Linked DNA regions of Bombyx mori: region 2 is linked to region 1. Evidence: chromatin contacts called from public Hi-C data. All regions are on one chromosome and are shown on one strand. Each heading gives the region's core, a stretch centred on a gene start, on an enhancer-like site or on the middle of the called end of the contact. The rest is flanking DNA. Distances are from core to core; before and after follow the strand shown.

What was found. Hi-C and Micro-C count contacts between places; a contact is called where the count stands out from the background.
Region 2: a contact with region 1 is called in a Hi-C map of midgut, with 1.8 times the contacts expected there. The contact joins two enhancer-like sites. A contact is called at or near these places in 2 of 7 Hi-C or Micro-C datasets (midgut and whole pupa).

What each region holds. Positions count from the first base shown.
Region 1 is chr19:2,088,271-2,092,320 of ASM3026992v2, reverse strand. LOC101740281 (guanine nucleotide exchange factor subunit Rich) reads right to left here. Exons shown (of 27, transcript XM_038017599.2): 20 at 3,335-3,459; 21 at 2,375-2,529; 22 at 1,672-1,946; 23 at 823-919; 24 at 461-610. Among protein-coding and RNA genes, the nearest start is that of CPR135, 8.8 kb to the right of the region's middle. Within about 2 kb of position 1,795, at least 3 of the 8 cell types and tissues checked have open chromatin away from gene starts, as enhancers often do.
Region 2 is chr19:2,139,902-2,143,951 of ASM3026992v2, reverse strand. It overlaps LOC101740139 (protein bicaudal D), which reads right to left. Exons shown (of 12, transcript XM_038017822.2): 11 at 4,043-4,050; 12 at 767-3,082. The coding sequence ends at 3,008. Among protein-coding and RNA genes, the nearest start is that of LOC101737541, 22 kb to the left of the region's middle. Within about 2 kb of position 2,336, at least 3 of the 8 cell types and tissues checked have open chromatin away from gene starts, as enhancers often do.

The DNA.
Region 1 (4,050 bases), core at 546-3,045:
TCCTATTTAGTTGAAGGTCACGAACGTATAGTGAAGTTTGTTCGAGACCGTAAGTCCAAAGTATTTTCAATTTTTTTTTCATTGATCGCTTCAACCTGCCAATTTTTTTTTTTATTATCAAGATGACGAGCTCCAGTGTGAAGTGGTTACCGGAGCCCAAAAACAACAACATAAAGGCCGCCACCCAACATAGGGCATACCTATCCGCGCGGGCCCACAGGCGCCCTACCGCCGGTAATTTTTCTTGCTTATGTGGGTGGACGAGCTCACGATCCATCTGGTGTTAAGTGGCTGGTATAAGTTCTAAGGTCTCAGTATAGTTACAACGGCTGCCGCGCCCTTCAAACCGAAACGCATTGTTGCTTCACGGCAGAAATAGTCAGAGTGGTGGTACTCACCCGTGCGGACTCACAAGAGGTCCTACCAGCAGTAAACAAGAGGTAGTGAGGAGGTGGGTTACCTTAGCTGCACGTGCGGCACGTGGTCGCCCTTGCGCGCCTGGTGCGTGTGCAGCCGCTCCATGAGCGCGGCGTAGCGACGCTCCTCGCGCTCGGGCGCGTCGCCCCACGACACGCCGCCGCCCTCCGCCACGCTGCCCTCGCCCACCGAGCTGCGCACACATCACTTACTGCATCGTTTACATCCCTTCTATCAACTTGATCGTTAATGATTCAGTTTTATTTACTGAAGGTTGGCTGAACAACTAAAATTCAGTGTCTAAAATTAATTTGAAATAATCTCTATGTGCATCATGTGTCTTGACATAAGGCCAGATGCTCACACGACTAATATTCGACTAATATATAGGTATAGAGAACAGACCTGACGGGCCCGGGCGGCTGCGTGCGCAGCGGCAGGCTCACGTACCCGCTGTCCCCGCACGCGCTCTCCGCGTCCGCCGCCGGGCTGTGCGAGTCCACTGCGTACATACAATATTGTTTATTAACTAGAGATGAAATGGATAGTAGTTTAACCAGATGTCGAATACAGAATATTCGACGAGCTGCGAAGCCGAATATTCGGCTCTTACGGAAATATTCGTGCGCGTTCGGGTGTTGTCGCACGTAACAGAGATGGCGACAACAATTTGGTATTAATTCACCACAATTTGCCACTTGTTAATTTTGAATATCAAACAAACTAATTAATAAAACAATCACTTTTGACGTGCGATTATAAAAATAAAAGTTGTCTATAACCCACTATTTACTTATACTATTTGCCTTTTCTATAACCACGAGATTTTCTTAAATTTTACTACCCGAAATCGGGCCGGATACTGATTTACTATCCGGTATCCGGATATCCGTTTCATCTCTATTATTAATACGCTTTCATTAGCTTCAGACGTATAATAATATATCTTTGTAACGAAATCTTTGAACATGATTTTGACCCCCTTCAAAACGTCGGATTAACTCGAAATTTGGTATACTTATTAAGGACCGATGACTATTAAATATTGAAAAAAAAATTGAAAAAATTTTAATTCAACTAAAAAATGAAAAATAAACAATAGTTAAAAAAACTAACCAAAATACCCTTTTATAGAAAATCCAAATTTTACCGTTACATGTTTATACAATACAATAGACAACTCCCCACGACAGACGCTGGATGGGAGCCGTGGTTGCGATGTTCCTACCGAGCCCGCAGCAAGCCAGTACGTACCGGGCAACAAGCTGAGCTTCCTGCTGGGCTCGTCGTCATCCCGCACGGGGTAGGGCCACGAGAAGTCCTTGTGCACCCTGCGCAGGCACAGCACGGCGCAGTCCATCCTCGCCGCGCGCTCCCTCTCCGCCGCCAGCCACCCCACCAGCGGCAGGTCCAGCGACGCCGCCAGCCGGCCCAGCGACGCCAGCCTCCCCCGGATGAGCAGCTGTCGCGCGTGCCTCTGTATCATCATGTCTATGAAGAATTCTTCGGCGGTACCGTTGTATGATTCCCTGATGATGAAAAGCAATTTTTTTACTTGCTACCCAATTTTTTTTTGTTGCTTAGATAGGTGGACGTGCTCACAGCCCGCCTGGTGTTAAGTGGTTACTGAAGCCCATAGACATATACAACGTAAATGTGCCATCCACCTTGAGATATAAGTTCTAAGGTCTCAGTATAGTTTCAACGGCTGCCCCAACCTTCAAACTCGTCAGGTTTGAGTCCCGTGAGCTCACCTACTAGTTAAAGTTACGCTGAAATAGCCTCTCAAGGCTCTCACCTAGGTAGGACAAAAAAAATAAACCTTCACACCGAAACCCGTTACTGTTTCACGGCAGAAATAAGCAGTGTGGTGGTACCTACCCGCGCGGACTTACAAGAGGTCCAACCACTAGTAAGCCGATCACGCCAGCTTTGCTACCCGTGTAATGAGGCGTACCTCTCGCTCCTCGCAGGCACGGACTTCTTCCGTTTGACGGCGGCGGTGGCGCGCGCGGGGGGCGGCGGCGGGGGCGCGGGCGCGGCGGGCGCGGGGGGCGAGGGCTCCCGGGGCGACACCGTCGTGCTGAAGCTGCGGCCCCGCCCGCCTGCCAGCTGTGCCCGACACCAGGTATTTATTAATCAGGAGAGACTGCTTCCATGTCCGCGCACGCAGTAAATGGCGTACATGCTAACCAACGTACAGTCTTGTAGTAAAAGATGGGCAGCTGTTAGTACTTATAGTATGAAGACCTCTAAACAATGTCTCAAGATAGGCTGCCTCGCTGTTATGTCAATGGCAACCTTAACCGCTTTACTTCAGATGGATCCGGAACTGATCTAATCGTCTTCGCTGATGGGACGACGTGGGCATCATAAGGTATATACGGAACGGCTTATACACCAGCTTTGGTTTCACGCCGCAACGCATATGTCACGTGGAAACCCTCAGATCCTGACTAAATGTCCTGTATATTTACAAAAAAAGAAAAAGAAAAAGACTTGCCCGCTGAGTTTCTTGCCAGTTTTTCTCAGCAAGGAGGCTAGTTTTTGTGAATTGGCGGTAGTTCTTTTGACGTTCAACAAGTATGTACTTTCATTTATGATGAATATTTTTTTTTTTGATTTGATTTGATTTGTTTTACTATCGCACCGCCCGACACCGGAGTAGAGTTCATCCATACTAGCTGGAGCCACTGCGGTCATCCACAGTGCGTTTCCAGAGGTATTCTTTGACACGCGCCATCCGGCGCTATGACATGTCCTTCTTCAAACGAGGCTTGTGGAAAATATTAAACGGTAGGCAGCATTGTCCATGGGCGACGGTAGCCACTCACCATCAGGTGGGCCCTATGCTCGTGTCTGCCTACAGGGCAATAAAAAAAATTTGATTTGTTATGTATAAGGGAAGTATATTTGCCTGCATGGTCCCCAGTATGACGGAGAGGTCCTCGGCGTTGGGGCTGACGGCCTGCGACTGCGCGACCTGCCCGTACTTGGCTTGCACGTTCACGGAGTTGCGGGGAGACTCCACGTCGTTGGGATCTGCGGCCGGGCAAGAATTTTGTTGTTAAAATTAATATTAATACAGATTTACTGTTGGTAGGACCTCTTACGAGTCCGCGCGGGTAGGTACCATCACCCCGCCTATTTTTGCCGTGAAGCAGTAATGCGTTTCGGTTTGAAGAGCGGGGCAGCCGTTGTACTGTAACACTGAACACTAGAACTCATCTTTTTTTTTGTTGCTCTTGTAGGCAGACGAGCACAGGGCCCACCTAATGGTGAGTGGTTACAGTCTCCGATGGACTTAGCAATTCCAGGGGCAGAGCCAAGCCGCTGCCTACCGCTTAATACTCTCTCCGCTAATACGCTTAATATCTCAAAATAGGTGACGTAATTTACGGGGTAGATGTCTATGGGCTCTGGTAATCATTTAACGCCAGGTGGGCTGTGAGCTCGTCCACCCATCTAAGAATAAAAAAAAATCATGTGTATCATATTTCAGGTACCAATGACCTCAATGTTGCTGATGTCCTATCTATAATTGCCACAGACTAAAACGTACATACTTGTTTTGAAAACATGTAGAACAAATCAAACATGTACCAGTTTTTAAGGACATTGAATCTTAAACGG
Region 2 (4,050 bases), core at 1,087-3,586, 51 kb before region 1:
GTGTACATTCAGTAAGGGAACACTTTGGTAGATTACTTAATCAAGTCTGTCCACCTTGTGAGATACGCTTCCTTGATCCATTTGTCGTTCAAATGAGCTTTCATTACAGATGATATGTCCAAACATATGAAGGATTCGCAATTGCGCAATCGACGAAAGCCTTATGTTTGATTTGTAGCTCTTTCAAGATGGATACATTGGTAAAGAAAGATCTACAGAAAGCTGGATAGGGTTAATAATCGATTACAATTAAAATTGTACAATGATATCGTCACATGTGGAATACTATTACTACTACTACCAGAAGCTCGTTCAACTAATGCAGAAGAGTAGTACTGCTTTAGAGGATGCGCCAACACTACAATTGAGACTAAATTGGTAATTGACTTCACGTGTCAAGGACGACGGTGGGTTTCACGTGGCAATGTCCAAGAGCTTTGGTACCCACTTAAAACCTGGTGAGCCGATCGTACCACCACGATCTCACCTTAGGAAGTGTTCATGTGGGAAGTAACGTAACAAAGCCTAGTCAGTCAAAAAAAAAAGAACTAGTTTAATTTATTTCAAAATACGTAATATGCAGTCAATTACGAGTAGGTACATAGTTTATTTAACTGGCATTGAATTTATCTAAATTTTTGATAGCCAAAAGGTTTCGTACGTAAAGTCATCTTTATCGTCTCTAAAACAGGACTTAAAATCGATCAACGTCTTTTATAGTTATACATTTTAAAATCTGAATCGAAAGTAATTGAAACAAAACATATAAATATAATAATAATTTATTATATCTCATACATGATTTATATCAGTCATTGTGACATGTGCGCCTTCAGACGGGTCAAAAAAATAAATCCGTTCCACCATGATATGTTCCCGATAACAACGCGCGACATTCGCACCGCGATGCACTGGCGTGATACTGACGCAACACTGACGCGATACTGACGCGAAACTGACGGCGGCCATGTTGAGGGCAATCTACCCTCCGCAGCAGTGAAAGAGCTTTAACGTTTTTTACTTAAGCTCTATTGGAATATTTAACAGTGCGAATGTGACGTATACAATTTGTTGTCCCACAACACTTATTGCATACTGAAAGCTCTGTAAGCGTTTTTTTTTACAAAAGACTTGTAATCTGTACGAAGCGTCGCCTGAGAAGTCCGTCGGGCCATCGATGTGCGACCCTACGCGGACCTTGATCATAGATAAACTACCAAATCGCTGGTTCTCAATCTTCGCGAAAAACGCACTAAATTATTAATCGGAACATTGTCCCTAAATTCGATAATAAATATTTAATTTTCGGCCCTCGCAAGGTGTTTTAAAGTTAACAACCACAGGTCGCAGAAAGCAGAGACAGGGCACCGGGAACATTCATGCGCGCTCGTCCGACAGACCATGTCTACGCCGCACCGATAATAATATACTATATAAAAAAATCTTCGAATAACAAAATCAATAATTCTTCACTAAGTTCTCTTTCTAATCAATATAAAATAATAATATGCCTACACAAATATAAGTGTACTAAAAAATTGTTACACAAAGGAAATAATAATATTTGGTTAATCGCTCTAACCCCATACAGCAGACAACAGCGATAGTAAACCATAAACAAACAAAAAAATACTGAATCTGTACTATACATAATAATACTATATACTAAAAAACATTTTTTTCTTTCATTGCACGAAACATAGTAAAAAGTTTATCTAATTCTTAATAATGAAAAATATACAACATCTATTTATAATATTTAAGTCAAATAAATAACTATTTTTAATAATAAATATTACCAGAAAACCGTGTAAAAGAACATGTCAGTCTAAATGTAACAATGTCAATGAGAAAGAGACGGATGCGGAAACACATGCAGTAATACTTTTAGTAACAAAACTAACAACCAATACAATAAACATATCAGAGCCGCGCTGCTCGGGTCGGGGGCCGCCCCCCACGCGGGGGGACCGACGGCTAACGATAATACTTAGTAGAGGGGACAGAATACTTGATACGCTAAAGCTATGTATAGAACGGGTAAGTTCGTCTTTTTAAGTACACGAAGAACGACCTAATATAATAATAATTAGTCTAATTTAACAAACACTATGTTAAACAATAAATGCAAGTCGCGGGCTAGCTGCCTGTCGCGAGCTACTAGCTACTCTACTGGCCGGGGCGGCGGCCGGGGGCGGAGGCCGGGGCGCCCCGGCGCGACTCAACCGAAACCATTAACATTCAATAACTTTTTAAATTTCGACTTATCAATAGATGCGCCGGTCGACTCCGTGAGCAATGCGTTGAGCGCTGTGCGAGCGAGAGGTCGACACTGCCGACAGAGGGGGTGCGACAGAGACGGAGAGTCGGCCGGCGCGTGGACAGCATGGACGCGACTGGGACGGCACAGTGATCCACCAACAAACTCAAACATCACGACTACAACAACATGGACGAGACAGAGACGACGCGACCGACGCGTCGCCCGGTAAACAGATTACATAGTCTTTTTGCGCACGCAATGGATGGATGTCGACGATAATGATTCTTTTTCTTTAGAAATTTCACATTTGGACGTAACGGGGGGCCGCGTCCGTCCGGCGCGCGGGGAGACCGCGGACCACAACGGCGCCAATAAATATTCGCTTAACAAAATACACCGGTCCTGTTACAAAAATAATCGATTCGCGTCGACGCGCGATATCGAGTGAAGAAATCGATACGAAAATATGTCCCGAGGAAAGGGAAGGGGTAGGCCGGGCGCGGCCCCGGGCTGGGGACCGCCGCGCCCGCGTCCGGCAGCCCGCCGCAATTTGACCGTTCCAGCGGCGCCGGACGAGGCCCGGACCGGCGCCGCGACGGGGGCCGGACGTGCGGCGCGATTCACATTACATTAAAAAGTTTACAAAACGTACAAATAGGGGACCGGGCCGGTGAGGCTGGAGCCCTAGGTCCGCAGCAGACGGCGCAGCAGGACGGCGACGGCCTTGACCGGCGCCAGCAGTCGCTAGAAGTCCCTCCCCCTGCCGCCCCGCACCCCGCCCGCCTTGGGCACGCGCCGGGAGCGCATCTCGCGGTCCACCTGCGACACACGTCACTGTCAGATGACGTCACAGCGGACCGGTGACGCAGCAATCCACAAATATGTCTAGTTCCTCTTACGTGACGCGGCATTCGCGAACATATCGAGTCTGATCACATGTTTTTTTTATTGCTTAGATGGGTAGACGAGCTCACAGCCCACCTGGTGTTAAGTGGTTAAGTTAAGGCTGCCCCACGCTTCAAACCGAAATGCATTACTGCTTCACGGCAGAAATAGGCAGGGCGGTGGTACCTACCCGCGCGGACTCACAAAATGTCCTACCACCAGTCCTAAATCAGGTTACCTACATCTGAGGTTAGACGGTTGTGTCCGACGCGGCGTGTGTTGCTCGTATGATGGACATGATCTCAAACACCCTTGAACATCCGACCCTTTGGCTCGATGTCGACGGATTATTATATTTAGTTAGTTAACCCTTTCAAATATTTTTGTAGGGAATTTCTACTTGAGCAACAAAGTGCGGAGGCAGGGATTTTGTAGATTATGCCACATGTTTAAATTTAGGTATTATTAGATTATTTTTTATAGATTAGTCTATATTATTTTAGTTTTATTAGTTTAGTTTATTATTTTATAGATTAAAATTACAGGCAGCGGCAGAATAGCAGCGATAGTTTCAGCTACCACAAAGCTGGGCCGCGGCCTTTTTATCTCCACTGTCAGTATAATTAATTGTAATATTGTTTAGATATAATTAGAAATTTAGGTCATATATTTTTTTTTGTTGCCTTTGTAGGCAGACAAGCGTACGCCCCACCTGATGGTAAGTGGTTACCGTCGCCCATGGACTTCAGCAAAGCCAGGAGCAGAGCCAAGCCGCTGCCTACTGCTTAATACTCTCCACAAGCCTCGTTTGAAGAAGGACATGTCAATTGGAAAGTTATTTGTATTGTGGAGTAAATTAATATTATTATTATATTTAGTTAGTAGGACCATTACCTCCAGCT